Regions from separate parts of the Zea mays genome. Here all the other regions are linked to region 3. The links are chromatin contacts, called in public Hi-C maps. All regions are on one chromosome and are shown on one strand. The core of a region is the stretch at or near the end of the contact, and the rest is flanking DNA. Distances in the headings are between cores, read along the strand shown. Region 1 holds the start of LOC103648019 (serine carboxypeptidase-like 45). Region 2 holds the start of LOC100193468. Region 3 holds the start of LOC100272738 (seryl-tRNA synthetase).

What was found. A called contact is a pair of places that touch in the nucleus more often than the background predicts.
Region 1: a contact with region 3 is called in a Hi-C map of leaf, with 4 times the contacts expected there. The contact joins the promoter of LOC103648019 here to the promoter of LOC100272738 in region 3. A contact is called at or near these places in 12 of 25 Hi-C or Micro-C datasets (bundle sheath, ear, endosperm and 4 more).
Region 2: a contact with region 3 is called in a Hi-C map of leaf, with 5 times the contacts expected there. The contact joins the promoter of LOC100193468 here to the promoter of LOC100272738 in region 3. A contact is called at or near these places in 4 of 25 Hi-C or Micro-C datasets (bundle sheath, ear, leaf and 1 more).

The regions. Positions count from the first base shown.
Region 1 is chr2:229,534,393-229,539,165 of Zm-B73-REFERENCE-NAM-5.0, forward strand. LOC103648019 (serine carboxypeptidase-like 45) reads left to right here and starts at 1,291. Exons shown (of 10, transcript XM_008672520.3): 1 at 1,291-1,825; 2 at 1,975-2,076; 3 at 2,255-2,350; 4 at 2,725-2,817; 5 at 2,943-3,025; 6 at 3,131-3,412; 7 at 3,500-3,627; 8 at 3,729-3,821; 9 at 3,923-4,040; 10 at 4,131-4,563. The coding sequence starts at 1,537. The coding sequence ends at 4,286.
Region 2 is chr2:229,263,112-229,267,595 of Zm-B73-REFERENCE-NAM-5.0, forward strand. It overlaps LOC100193468, which reads right to left and starts at 1,452. Exons shown (of 8, transcript NM_001138584.1): 1 at 1,085-1,452. The coding sequence starts at 1,360.
Region 3 is chr2:229,401,085-229,405,467 of Zm-B73-REFERENCE-NAM-5.0, forward strand. LOC100272738 (seryl-tRNA synthetase) reads right to left here and starts at 1,482. Exons shown (of 10, transcript NM_001147191.1): 1 at 1,269-1,482; 2 at 1,092-1,162; 3 at 824-991. The coding sequence starts at 1,401.

The sequences.
Region 1 (4,773 bases), core at 41-2,540, 130 kb after region 3:
TTTTTTTTTCCTTCTTCTTCAGTGCTCTAGAAAGGTTTGTTCAAGTAAAATTAACACAGACTGTATTTTCATCAGTTTGTATTTTTCATCTTCGGTACTTATTACATCCTGTATAACTTCAACTATGATGCCGTTATGTTTACTTTTTACTCTCTTTTTTTTCGTCTGTTTGTTTCTAGGGCCACTTCCTAGGTTCTAAGCAGCCACGTGAACACAGCAACTGTATAACTTCAACTATGCTGCCGTTATGTCTGTTGAAAGGCGTGCCGTGACGTGGACGAAATGCGCCCCACACCCACGGTTGCTTCAACTTCAACGGTTCAACCCCACCCACAATTCTGGCCGAACTTCAGTGTGGCATGTAGCTAAAAGCCTAAAACACACACTCTTTAAAATATATGGGATTTTTATTTCCCGTTCCTGTGGTTGTGAATGCAACTAGTCGATGGAACACTTGAATAGTTTTCTTCTCACAGAGAAACTAGTAGTCGATGGAAGGAAACAATTGGTCACATTGGCCTGTGTGAATCATGACGCTGACAAGCGGGGACGAAGTCCCCACCACTTACTTACTGCGCAGAGGGCGAGCAGCCGGATAAACGAAAGCGCAACTGTGGAAGCCCTAAAGGCCTACTTTCTGTAATGCACCAAAGGCTTTTGCCCCCCTTGGGCCCATCTTGTCCCTCTCGACGCGCGCGCTTTCATGTCATGTGATGACCTGCTAAACAATTTGTTCACGGCTCAGGTCAGGCATATTTCTCCAAACGTACTCTAGTGGTGTGATTTAAAACTGGTGGGCAGAACATTAAGGCCTACTTTAGGTACTCTAGTAATAAATGTGATTGGAGTGAATTGAGATGTATTGAGAGAATATTTGATCTATTAGGGATTTACATCTTTTTCAATCCCACCAAAACACTCTAATCCCAAAGTATCCAAACTAGGCCTAAAAGAAAAAGGAATTTGAGAAAGTCAATGTCCATCCGGTGCAAAAAAAGCTCCGTTCGCTGCGACTTACTGTGGCTTTAATCTGACTGTGGTTACGATGCTTACCTTGTTCGTCAAACTAGGCACATGGGGCTGCTCCGCTGCTGCATCATCTTAATCCTGAACCCAATCGACGTTCAGAGAAAAAAAAATGGGAAGCGTTAAGCAACTGTTGCTCCAACCCTTAACTTAATCCTGATCACATGTGACTGCATCTATGTTTGTTTAGAGAGGACTGACAAACCACGCCAACAGCCCTAACAAAGCGTACCTTTCATCTCCTTTTCCCCTGCTACTGCTATATATATTTTCCGTCCTCTCCAGCTCCAAGGCCAAGCACAGGCCCTCCCTCCCTCCCTTCCCTGCATCCGCCACTCCCACTCTCTCCCTCCCCACCTCCTCCTCGTCCCGTTGAATCATTCAGCTTTTGAAACTATTTTTTTGTGCTCTCAAGGCAAAAGAGCACACTTAACTCTTCCACGCCTGTCTCTCTCTCTCTCCCTCTCCAGTCACACACACACTATCTCTGTCCATCGGCCGATCGGCGGCATGGCCACGCCATTAGCTCCAGCGAGCTCCTTCATTACCAGGCCACTGGCGCTGGCGCTAGTGCTCGTCGCGGCCGCGCTCTGCCGTCCGGCTTCCTGCGCAGCCGCCGCGGCCGCCGCGGACAGGATCACGCGGCTCCCCGGGCAGCCGGAGGTGAGCTTCGGCCAGTACTCCGGCTACGTCGGCGTGGACGGCGACGGCGGCGGCAAGCGGGCCCTGTTCTACTACTTCGTGGAGGCCGATGCCCCCGACCCTGCCTCCAAGCCTCTCGTCCTCTGGCTCAACGGCGGTGAGTTCTCTTCTTTGCAGCTCTTGTTCGACATTTTTTTTCTTTCTCTCTTGGTGATGAAAGAGGAAATCCTTGCTCGATCCAAGTTTTTTTTTTGTCATCTACCCGTCCGATCTTTGCTCTTTCTGAGATTCCTTCTGGTCCTGTAGGGCCTGGGTGCTCGTCGCTGGGCGTAGGGGCCTTCTCAGAGAACGGGCCGTTCCGGCCTAGTGGGCAGGTGCTGGTGAAGAACGAATACAGCTGGAACAAAGGTACGTACGTACGTACGTATCGTACGGTGAATGTGCATCCCTTTGCTTGCTGCCCGTTCCAATTCCTTCACTGCATTCTCTGTCTCTGTTCTTGCTGGTGGTTTTTGGTGTGAGTTTTTAGTGCTGTTTCTTGCTTGCTCAAAAAAGAAAAAGAAAAATAAAAACATGGAAACTGCAGAGGCCAATGTGATATACCTGGAGACGCCGGCTGGCGTTGGCTACTCATACTCTGCCGACGCTGCCTACTACCAGGGCGTGGATGACAAGATGACAGGTACTTGCTCGGAATGCTCAATCTACATGCTTGCGTTGCGGCCTAGTTAGCTTTTATCACTGTTCATCAGTTACATTACAGTCTGCTCCTAGCAGTGCTGTTTGCTGCAGCAAGAGCGAAGCATAAAAAAACAGCGATTTTTTTTGTTTGTTTTGCGCTGAAGAAAAATGGTGGTGGTGGTGTGTGTAAGAAAAGTGACACGCAAGGAGGGGAGGGGAGGAGAGGGGCATGCTGCCATGCTCTCTATCTTTTTGTTTGAGCAGTAGCAGTACGTAGCAGCGGCAGCAGTGCGTGTGACTGGGAGTGATGATGATCCCTTCTAACTTTCTCCACCACCTCTGCACTGCATGCACGTCTGGTCTGGACCAATGAAGCCATGGACAACATGGTGTTCCTGCAAAGGTGGCTCCAAAAGTTCCCACAGTACAGGGGCAGGGACCTGTACATCGCCGGAGAAAGCTACGCAGGTAGGAGGACAGGGAGTATATACAATATACACAGCTATCATTCAGCTAGCATGGTCGTTGTTTCGATCGAGAAACATGCTATTAATTAACGCTGCCTCTGTTTCGGTTTCGGGAATGCTATGCAGGGCACTACATCCCGCAGCTCGCCGAGGCCATGGTGGAGTTCAACAACAAGGAGGAGAGGATCTTCAACCTCAAAGGCGTCGCCGTAAGCAACCCTGAACCCTGGACCTGTCTCTGCACTGAAACTCTGCTCGTTCTTTGCCTCTGATCTGACGATGGGCATCGGCCGTCGGTCCGTGAACCGAATCAGCTGGGCAACCCGGTGCTGGAGTTCGCGACGGACTTCAACTCCCGCGCCGAGTACTTCTGGTCGCACGGCCTCATCTCCGACGCCACGTTCCGCGCCTTCACCTCCGCCTGCAACTACTCCCGCTACGTCGCCGAGTACTACGGCGGCGCGCTGTCGCCGCTGTGCGCCAGGGTGATGAACCGGGTGACGCGCGAGACCAGCCGCTTCGTCGACAAGTACGACGTCACGCTCGACGTCTTCCTCTCGTCCGTGCTCTCCCAGTCCAAGACCCTCTCGCCGCACGTACGTATTATACGCCGTCTCGTCTGTCTGCCCTGACGAACAAGAAGAAGAAGAATCGACTCTGATGCGGAAATGGAATGCGCGCAGGAGCAGGTCGGGCAGCGGGTCGACGTGTGCGTGGAGGACGAGACGGTGAGGTACCTCAACCGGCGGGACGTGCAGGCGGCGCTGCACGCGAGGCTCGTCGGCGTCGACAAGTGGGCGGTCTGCAGCAGGTATCCTATCCATTCGGCTCGACACAGCTGCACAGCCTGCAAGTGCGACCGGTTCGGTTCCGTCTGAAGGAGACATGGCTAACGTCCCGCTTCTGCTGCAGCGTTCTCCAGTACGAGCTGCTCAACCTGCAGATCCCGACCATCAACGTCGTCGGATCGCTCGTGAGATCCGGGATCCGAGTGCTGGTTTACAGGTATAGCATGCGTATGAATTATGAAAAGGGTTGTTTGAGATTTGCAAGTGCAGCAAAGGTTCTAACATTCAGCATTGTTTCTTGTTTTTTTTTTTTGGCAGCGGCGACCAGGACTCGGTGATCCCTCTCACGGGGAGCCGGACCCTGGTACAGAGCTTGGCGCGTGGCATGGGGCTCAAGACCACCACCCCCTACAGAGTCTGGTTCGAAGGGCAGCAGGTGATGAAACGCCTTAGAACTTTGGCTTTGCCAGTGCATCTAGCTGCAGACTGAACATCTTCACTGTGGCATCTCATTCTCCCTGCGCAGGTTGGAGGATGGACACAGGTGTACGGAGGCGGCGCGCTGTCCTTCGCCACCGTCAGAGGCGCCTCCCACGAGGCGCCCTTCTCGCAGCCCGGCCGGTCGCTCGTGCTCTTCCGAGCGTTCCTGCAGGGCCAGCCTCTGCCCGAAACCTTCTCGTGATGAGCAATGGCTGGCTGGCTGGCTCTGGTGCGGCTCTTGATCTGAAGGCAAGTCACTGGTTTCCTGGACGCAGCAGCTCTTCTGCGCGTGCGAGGGGGTGGGTTTTGCACTCTAGTAAACTGTAAGAAGGTGTTCCGGTGTGTTCGCTGTTTCTTCAGCATCCAAGGCTCGGCAATTGTCTAGAGAAGTGGAAAGAATTCGTCTCTCGTCTGCGTGTGTTCGTTTTTGTCTGTAAATGTTCTGCTAGTGCTGCAAGAACATTGCATATTCTTGGACACGAAGAGTGGGAAAAAAACACACACACACACACGAAGAAAACAAGTGTTGGCAAACCGGCAGGCAATGATGCCCAAGAAAAGCTATACGGCAGGTGCCATGAGATCGGCAGAGACGAACACCTGTAAATGCAGGCATGAAGAAGCAAAAGCACCTGGAAGGGGCGGCAGCGGCACCATGAGAGCCCCCGCCGCCCGGTCCACCGATTCAC
Region 2 (4,484 bases), core at 202-2,701, 140 kb before region 3:
AGTCAATATAAGCCTTTTGATCCACATTATTAGTCAATAAGCATTTTGATCATGTCCATGTTTAAGTTTTGATGCAGGATACATCCATCCAAGCAGGCCCATCGAAGTGCGAATAATTGCCGCTTATTTATGCCATTCACTGTTTTAACTAACTTCTATGTATTGTCTCAATGACTTGTGTGAAATGATGGTTTTAAAATTAAAAACACCAACTATAAATAATCTAATATGGCCCAAGGCAAGTGCATGAAGAAAATACATGAAGGCAAGGGATTCCTCCATGTAATGCATTTTTTAAATGCACTACCCGCTTAGGCAAAGGGTATTTTCTATAAAATGTCCTCGATAAACCAAGCCTATCTCTCATTAAGGGATGCAAGTGGGCTAGCCCATGAACCCACATATAGGCTTAATTTTGCGGGTTGCTGCAAGTGTACAATGCCAAAACTTAAAGACAGAGATGGCTTTACTCTTTGCCTCATCTCATTTGGTAGAAGGAAAAAAATACTTCTCGTTAACTGAACACAGGCTATAGGGGTTCTATCAATCTTTTCTATTTTTTTCTCTAGTTCATCTTATGCTTGTAATAAATATCTAGTTGTACCTTTTCGTTATAGGCTAGTTTGGAAACTCAAATCCCCTTCAGGATTGGGAGTGATTTGAGTTTCCAACCTAAATTTAAGGGAAAAGACTCATTTTCTGCTATAAAAAACCATCTTATTTTTAGTTACAACAAAATTAGCTTCATAGCATTAATGCAGTTGCCAGCTTCCAACGGTACCAGGTAAGACTAATTAACTGAAATCCTGCATTGTTGAAAGAAGATGAACCAAGGTCCTATATTACTAACAAATGTACCATTATTTCAAAATTTCATCAGATGCATTCCAAAGGCATGGTATGAGTCAGTCGTTAGTGGTCAACTGCGCTGCAGGAGAAACTTGTCTGAAAAAACAAAGAATGGTCCGTGAGCCACGGGTTCAAATAACTAGGAGCATAGGTACCGCAGAAAAGATTAACATAGTGGAAGCAGCTGCATCAAGAAAATGGAGATGAACGGGAGTACGGATGGAAGGAATTGGACCTCGGCGAAGGTTTCGTTGAAGGAGATGCGGTGGCCATCCTTCTCAGTGTCCACCAGCACACCATCGCAATCGAACAACAGCGCCGCCGGAAAGGCACCGGCCGGCGCGGCCCTGTCGCCAGCCGCTGCCACGCGCACTACCGATGCTCTCCGCCCACTGACGGCGCGGATGCAGCAGACAACGCCGCTTGGGACGGGGCGCGCAATAGAGAAGTTGCTTGCCCGCAGCAGCGTGGATGATGCCGCGGCGGGGGCGGCGGCTGCCGCCATTGACATGGCTTTTTTGAGCGGGGATATCGCGCGCCTGTGGCTGAAGATGTGGCGTGAGGATTTTACAGGTGGCGTTTGGTGTTGTGGGTCTGGAGGGTGGGAAACTGGGAATAGAAATGAGGACAAGAGGAGGAATCTTATCCGACGATTGCTTCCTCTGAAGCCGAAAAAAAGTAGACTACCCCTCAACTTGTATTGTTGTATTTGGTTCCTAAACTTTTGAAGTATATATCTAGATCCTTGAAATTGTAATATCTAGATTTTTAAACTTTTAAAGTTGTATCATTTCGATCCCAGAATATTTATTTAACATGTACATTTCAGTTCTTATAGTATGATTGTGTCATTTGAGTCTCTAAACTTGTTTGTTTATGTTATCAAAGGTCCAAATTATTTGGACCTGTGATGACACAAAAAACAAGTATATGGATCCAGATGATATAATCATACAAGTATGACAACTAGAATGTGCACGTTGAGAGTTTAGGAATCGAGATGATACAACTTCATAAGTTTAGAAACCTAGGCCGAGATGATACAACATTGTAAGTTTAGGAACCGGTAGTGTATTTGTTGAGAACCATTTGTGGCACCGGTCACGGTCGAACGGTCCGGCCCTAAGGACTGGATGGTCCGGTCCGCCCATAGGCGCAGATGGTCCGCGAATAGATCGAATCAGGCGTAACTAATCTCTTTTTCGCGCGAGTGTATCCCTCTAAACCAGCGGTTACTGTTGGGAGACGCCTAGGAATGGGTCCAGACCACTCCCTATATATAATACAGGGCACGGCCGATTGCAATCACCAACAATCGATCAAACAATCAATATATCTTCCGTTCTTTACATTTTGCCCTAGAAGTATACAATAACATAACATTCTCCCTCTAATCTTCACCTCTCTCCTGCTCTACGTCGTTTAGAGGCGTCTTAGGTGGCCTACCGATCCCAAGACAAACCCTAGGATCTCTCCTCCCTGACGGGTCCCTTTCGGGAGCGAGATCCAGGTACTGTTGGTGAACTTCGTCGCCTCTGAGCACGCACGGACCGTCCTTCCATCAGGCGCGGACCGTCCGGCTCGTCGGCAGAAACTCTAGCCTCTGCGCTAGGTTGTGGACCGTCCGACCCTCGCCCATGAGCACCGCCACCAGTACACATTGTAGTGAATGACGTCCAGATTGGCGCCAACACACTTTTTGGTGACTCCGCTGGGGAAATCACGTGAAGAGCTATCAGATCGACCCTCAATGGTTGGTTCAAAAGATAGTTCTGACGTCTCTCCCAACAACATCATCGAGCCGACTATGGAAACTCTACCGGCTGAAGATCAGCAGGAGTTCGAGGAACACAAGGAGCAGCTGATCAAGAAAGTGCATGCGAAATTTCTGGCCAACTTTAAAGTGGACATGAATCACAAGGTCGTCCGGCAGCGGGCAACTTTAAAGTGGACATGAATCACTCCGACCTGCTACAGCTACCCCCAAGGTAAGCGAGACAAATGAAATTCAATCTCTTAGAGCTTACATAGATGAGCAGCGAGACCAAATGCAATAGATCATAGGGGGTACGCAAAACGATTATAAGAGGCTAGCATGCGCATTTGATAAATCTGTTGCCGTAAATTTTCCTTCGCACGAGGTTGAAACCGGGGAAAACACACACGATTCATCAGCTACAAATTGACATGACCAATCACAACCCCGTTATGGGATGCTGATAGACACATATCCTGGACAACTACAGTCTCCTATGCAAATCGAGAGTAAACCCATCGATCTGTGCATGACCGGACCGTCCGCATGTGAGTGCGGACCGTCCAGGCTAATGGTGGTCTGCCCCATTTTTAGAACCAAATTAATGAGATGCGCCCTAAGCCGCCATGTCCCACCTAGACCCTAAATGAACAATTCTGATCGTCCGCGCATAGCGCCGGACAGTCCGAATACATTACTGGACGATCCGACCATGCGGTCGGACAGTATGCGCACGCAGCTAGACGATCCACGTATTTGACTGGACGGTCCGCGCAAAGTACATAGAACCTAATGATAATTATTATTACCCGACTACACATTTGTCAGCCAAACCTCCCGCTGCACCCTGCAGTGCCCCAACACCATAATATCACATCCCAGACATGTGGGGGTGAGTACTTTTCGGTCCCCTCTAGAAGGTCGAAAAGGGACAACCAGCCATACGAGCCGCATAGAGCAAGCATTAATGTCCCACAAAATCCAAGCTAGTGGGCAGGGAGACAACATAATATCCAAACACCCACACCTATGTTGGACTAGAGGGCCGGTGGACTACCATCGGCCGCCATTTACATAGTAAGGGAGGAGATAGTGAGGGCGTTTCGAGATAAGCTCGGAGTTAGCATGATCCCTGGGGGACAGTGATATCGGAGACCCTATGGTAGCCGATTTGACTATCACTCGTACCCTCAGGGAACTAGGAGACCCAAATTTGCAATTTTTTTGGTTAACTAAAGCAAAAGCACACACGAACACATAGGCCAGTTCTTAGCACAATTGACACAGAGGCGTTTCACGTTCGTTTATTTTCATTGTCCATAACAGGGACTGCATTCCCATGGTATGCCACACTGCCTCCTGACTCTATTTTTTCGCGGGGGATTTAGAACAAAATTTTCATGATCATTTTTTCTCCAGCGATTATGAGTTAGATCTGGTGGATTTAGTGGCTCTGCGACAAGGAAAGGATGAATCGGTTAATGACTACATTCGGAGGTTCTAGGACACAAGAAACCGATGTTTTCAAATTCACCTGGCAGAAAAACAATTAACAAGACTAGCATTTAATGGAATGCGTTACTATTTAAAGAAAGATTAGAAGGCATTCATTTTTTCACGCTAACTCAGTTACATTAGAGGGCTTTGGCTTGTGGAAGTCGAAGCAAAGACATTGCTAAAACGGTTCGTCACAACGTCCATGTGATAGAATGTGACCAAAGTATAAAGATGGCAATGGGGACCCGATCCCCGATTCCCCATGGGGAATTTCTCTATTAGGGGATGGGAAAGGGGAAGTTTCTTCCCCTATGGGGATGTAAACGGGGAAAAAGTCTCCCCGACGGGTAGACGGGGACAGGGGTGGGGAAGCAATGTCCAT
Region 3 (4,383 bases), core at 232-2,731:
ACCCTAACACTGCAGCAGCACACGGGCAACAGCGGCACACCACTGGCGACGGGATTCAGCGCCCCCCCCCCCCCTCCATCCCCAGCGCGGCGAGGCCCTGCAGCAGGTAGCCATGTACCTCCACGGCGCCCTGCTGATGAGGTTTACCAGTCCCCGTTCATCATTTCGGTTTAGACTTTAGGCTGCAGATTTGCTGAATGCTGATAAGGTGATACTATGGAAGGATTTACTAGTTGAATAGCAAGAGAAATTAATCATGCGCTAGTCGACTATCTCTGTGCTGTTCGGTTTTGGTGTTCTTGTCATAAATTTATAATTCTTTAAGGATTATCAAAATTAGAAGTCAGATAACCTTAGCTAGCTTGACCTGATGTGGAAGCCTTCTCTTCATGACAATAAGATGGGGGCGTCCCATTGTGCAGGCAAGTAACGATGATACATGATACTCTGGCACTCTGCTAGCATACTCAACAAGTTATTTGATGTGTTGTTATATGTAGATTAACTTCCACAAGTTATTTGACTATGCTTTACCTACGCTAATGTCTGTAGTAATATATATACAAAAGCCTGATTGGTTTCCATGTGTCCGGACGATTTGGAGGTCTGATCGACTGATCAGAAAGCGATCAGATTAATCGACGGCTGATCAGCCCTATGGCAATTAGAAACGATCAACCAATCAGGAAACATTGGGTGAGGGTGAGAATCAGTGCAGGAGTTGACAGTGGAGCTAATAGTTAGGCTGCCACATTACAATCTAACAGTTACTTCAGTGGAAAGGAAATAGCCAGAACAAGCACCAACTAAATTTCCAGATCACCTCGTCTTCGCTGACTGGCACGGACTCATGCACGATGTTCCCAATCGTCGTGAGCTTGGCGTCGAGGGTGCTCTTGGCCTCCTGCACCTCAACTTCTTTGGCTGCCAACCTTTTCTTAATTTCGTCTGTGCTCTCCATGAGCTTCTTCGCTTCCTCTTCTTGCTTGCTCTGCAAAGAAACACGCCACCGAACACATACTCACACAAAACCCAGAACCCCGAGAAGGAAAAGGGATGATGAGTGCATCGCAATTCGAGACAGAACGTACGGCTTTGAGCTTGCCAATCTTCTTGCTGGTAGCGTTGAGCTCCTGCCGGATCTTGTCCAGCTCGAACTGCCCTGCAGCAGCGACGCGAACCACTGAGAGTCAGAGACCGACCGGGATCTGGAAGACGTTTGAGGGAGGGGGGCGGGGGCCAGGGTAATGAGGGGAGTGGACACTTACTTTCGCGCCATGCCTTGTCGAGGGCGATGACCTCGTCGACGAGCTCGACGGAGGCGAACCGGCTGCGCTGGGACTCACGAATAAGCTCCGGGTTGCCGCCCTTGTCGGTGCGGAACAAGTTGATGTCGAGCATCGTCGCTTGCGACGGCGGCGGCGGCGATGGGGTGAAGTCGAGCAAGGGAAACAGGCGGGCACGTTGCGACGGCGGCGATGGGGTGAAGCCGAGCAAGGGAAACACGAGGTTAGGGCAGGCTTGACGTCGCGGGTGAGCTTGGGCGCTTGCCCCTTGGCATGCTATTTGGGCCGACTAGTACAAAGAAGCTGAGCTGAGGGCCTGTTTCCTAACATGGTTTATTTACGGTTTCAATACAACTAGTTTTTTCTTGTGATTCCTTCCTTCACCCATACAGATATGAAGAATTTTTCTTGAGGCAGTTCTTCGACTCTGAATACGATACGATGAATACGCACAAAGACTACACTCTGGAATACCATTTATTAAATGAAAGTATGGCATTTGCCAAGTATGCTCTTGAATCCTTGACTTTTAAGCTCCCATTTGATACCGTGTACTTCAAATTTTAAGATTTAGTTAGCTGTTCTAACATGTTTTCTTTAATTTCCAAACCGAGAGGTAGTGCTATAACAAAACAGAAGGATGCATGCTTTCTCATAGAAGAAAGAGAGCTTGAACAATAATCTCATAGCTTTGTTTCTTTTCTCATAGGAACATATGTAGTTTGAATATTTTATTCCTAGCCCTGAATTATAGTTATTTTGTACACAATAATTTCTCACAATTAATTTTCAAATTTAAAGTGTTTTTACACTATATTAAAAATTATGTGTTTTTCTCAGTCACGCAAGAGAGTTATGTATCTTTGCATTAAGAAGAAAAAAAAGGAAAAGAAACCAATTACAACCACCTCAACCTCTCACACGCCATCTCTTTAAAAAAAGGGCAAACAAGCTAGGGACAACTCGCACACTACGACAAACTACCAATGCAACCTAGTCTATTGTCAATCCTCTCGCAAGGTTGTTAGGAAAGCAATAACTCTAGCCCCAACCAAGCTCTAGAAAAGTGTCTCTTTCTTTGCTCAGAGCATAGCCCTTTCCAAGTCAGGAGAAACCCCATCAAAACATAAGTGCCACGAAAGTTCTACGAGGTCCAGAGACAACGGAATTGAAACCTTTCTGAATTTCAACGCCGACTCTTTGGCTCCTCCTCTGCTGCCAGCTAGCAAAGGATTCATCCTCATTTGTAGGTGGTAGCTCTTGCAAATTGAAGTGGAGAAGAAGGAACCAAAACCGCCTGACATAAACACAACTTGTTAGCAAGTGTTCAATTGTGTCCTCTTGTTAATCACACAGGGGACATGCAGCAGGGTTGGTAGGTTACGTCGGGCTACCGATCTGCTGTCGAGCACCTCTTGTATATCACTAGCCAAATAAAGAATTTGCATTTGTTTGGTGTCCAAGATTTCCAAATACGTCCCCAAGCTTCAAAAACTACGGATCCTTGTAAGAGTATGTACTGTTCATAATATAACATATCCTTGTGGCTTGACATCTCACATTTTACATGCACATAATTATGAGCAAATGTGACTCTGAAAGTGCATTCATCCCTTTTGTGAGTTTTGGTGATTTGGGTAACAACACATTTAAAGGCCTAACAAGTTTGCTAAGTGTTTGAACAGGAGATTCAGTATGATGAACATACTTGAATAATGTATAATGATCAGTGAACAAAGATTCAACACAAGGTTAAATAACCAGTGAGACAATGCAAATGGATATAATATGATCTCTATATTGGTTTGAATATATGGACAATACCTGAGAAATCACTGCATACATATGATCAGAATAGAGGATGAAGTGATTAAGAGGATTGGTCAAGCCAAAGTGAATAAGATATGAGGAATCGTGAATTGGCTTGACCATATTACTATTTGTCCATATATGCTTCTATGAGAATCAAACTAGAGCTTGATTAATCTTAACAGGTATATGTAGAAGACATTCAAGCAAGGTTCACAATATTGAAGAAATGATTCTCGCAATGGATGCTCAATATGATGTGACTCGAGAATGGTTTGATAGGGTGCAGATAGCAAGGAAAGGGCTTCGAGGAACTAAGCGAAGGTGGAGGCCAAGCGACGGTTTGTGGACCGAGGTACCATGGCTAAGGTGAATAAGAGAGTACTTGCACTAAGTCGATAAACTAATCAGCTATGAAGAGTTATAATATGTTGATGTATCAGTAAGGTGATTTGAAGTCATGATTTGAACTCATATATGGTGAAATGGTACAAGTCATAGGGTTTGATTTGTGTTTGCTTCAAAAGGTGAGACAAAGATGTTTGTGATCCTTATGAAGCAATGCCATGGAGAAATCACACGTGAGACACCAATTACTCAAGGAGTTTACTTAATTATATTTTATTTAACTTGAGTATAGGAATCGTCGTACTATCAAGGGGGGTCCAAATAGAAAGTTGATGTTTGCCAAAGCTCAAGCCTCTATATTCAAAAGCTATTTCGAAAAATCAAAATCCCTTGGACACTCTGTGTCTGACTGTTGTTAGGATTGAGAAACTAAGTGTGTTCCTATTGAAAAGAAGTTGAGCTTTTTCCAACTGAGTTGAGCTTCTTCAACTGCAGTTGAGCTTTTTCAGCTGAGTTGACCTTCTTCAACTGCAATTGAGCTATTTCAGCTGCAGTTGAGCTTTTTCAACTACAGTTGAACTTCAACTGTGAACCTCTCTGACCATACTCTAGTTAAACTTGCCTCCGGACCAGTTGAACTGGGTTTTCACTCCTGAACTTTCTGATCAAGACCAGTTGGACTGGTCCCCAAGGGCGGTTCAACTGGTCCCTGACCCCTCTGCTCAGATTGTCTAGTAGTCTGCCAGTCAGACTAGCAGACAGGCTGACAGGTCTGCCAGGGGCAGTTCAACCGCCCCCTATGGCGGTTCAACCGGTCTTGGTCAGTCTGACCAAACTGTGCAACAGTCAGACAGGCTCACAGTCAGACCGGAGGCGGTTCAACCGGTCCTCGCCGGAAAAATCAGTCCAACGGCTAGTTTTGAAGCCCCATCTATATATA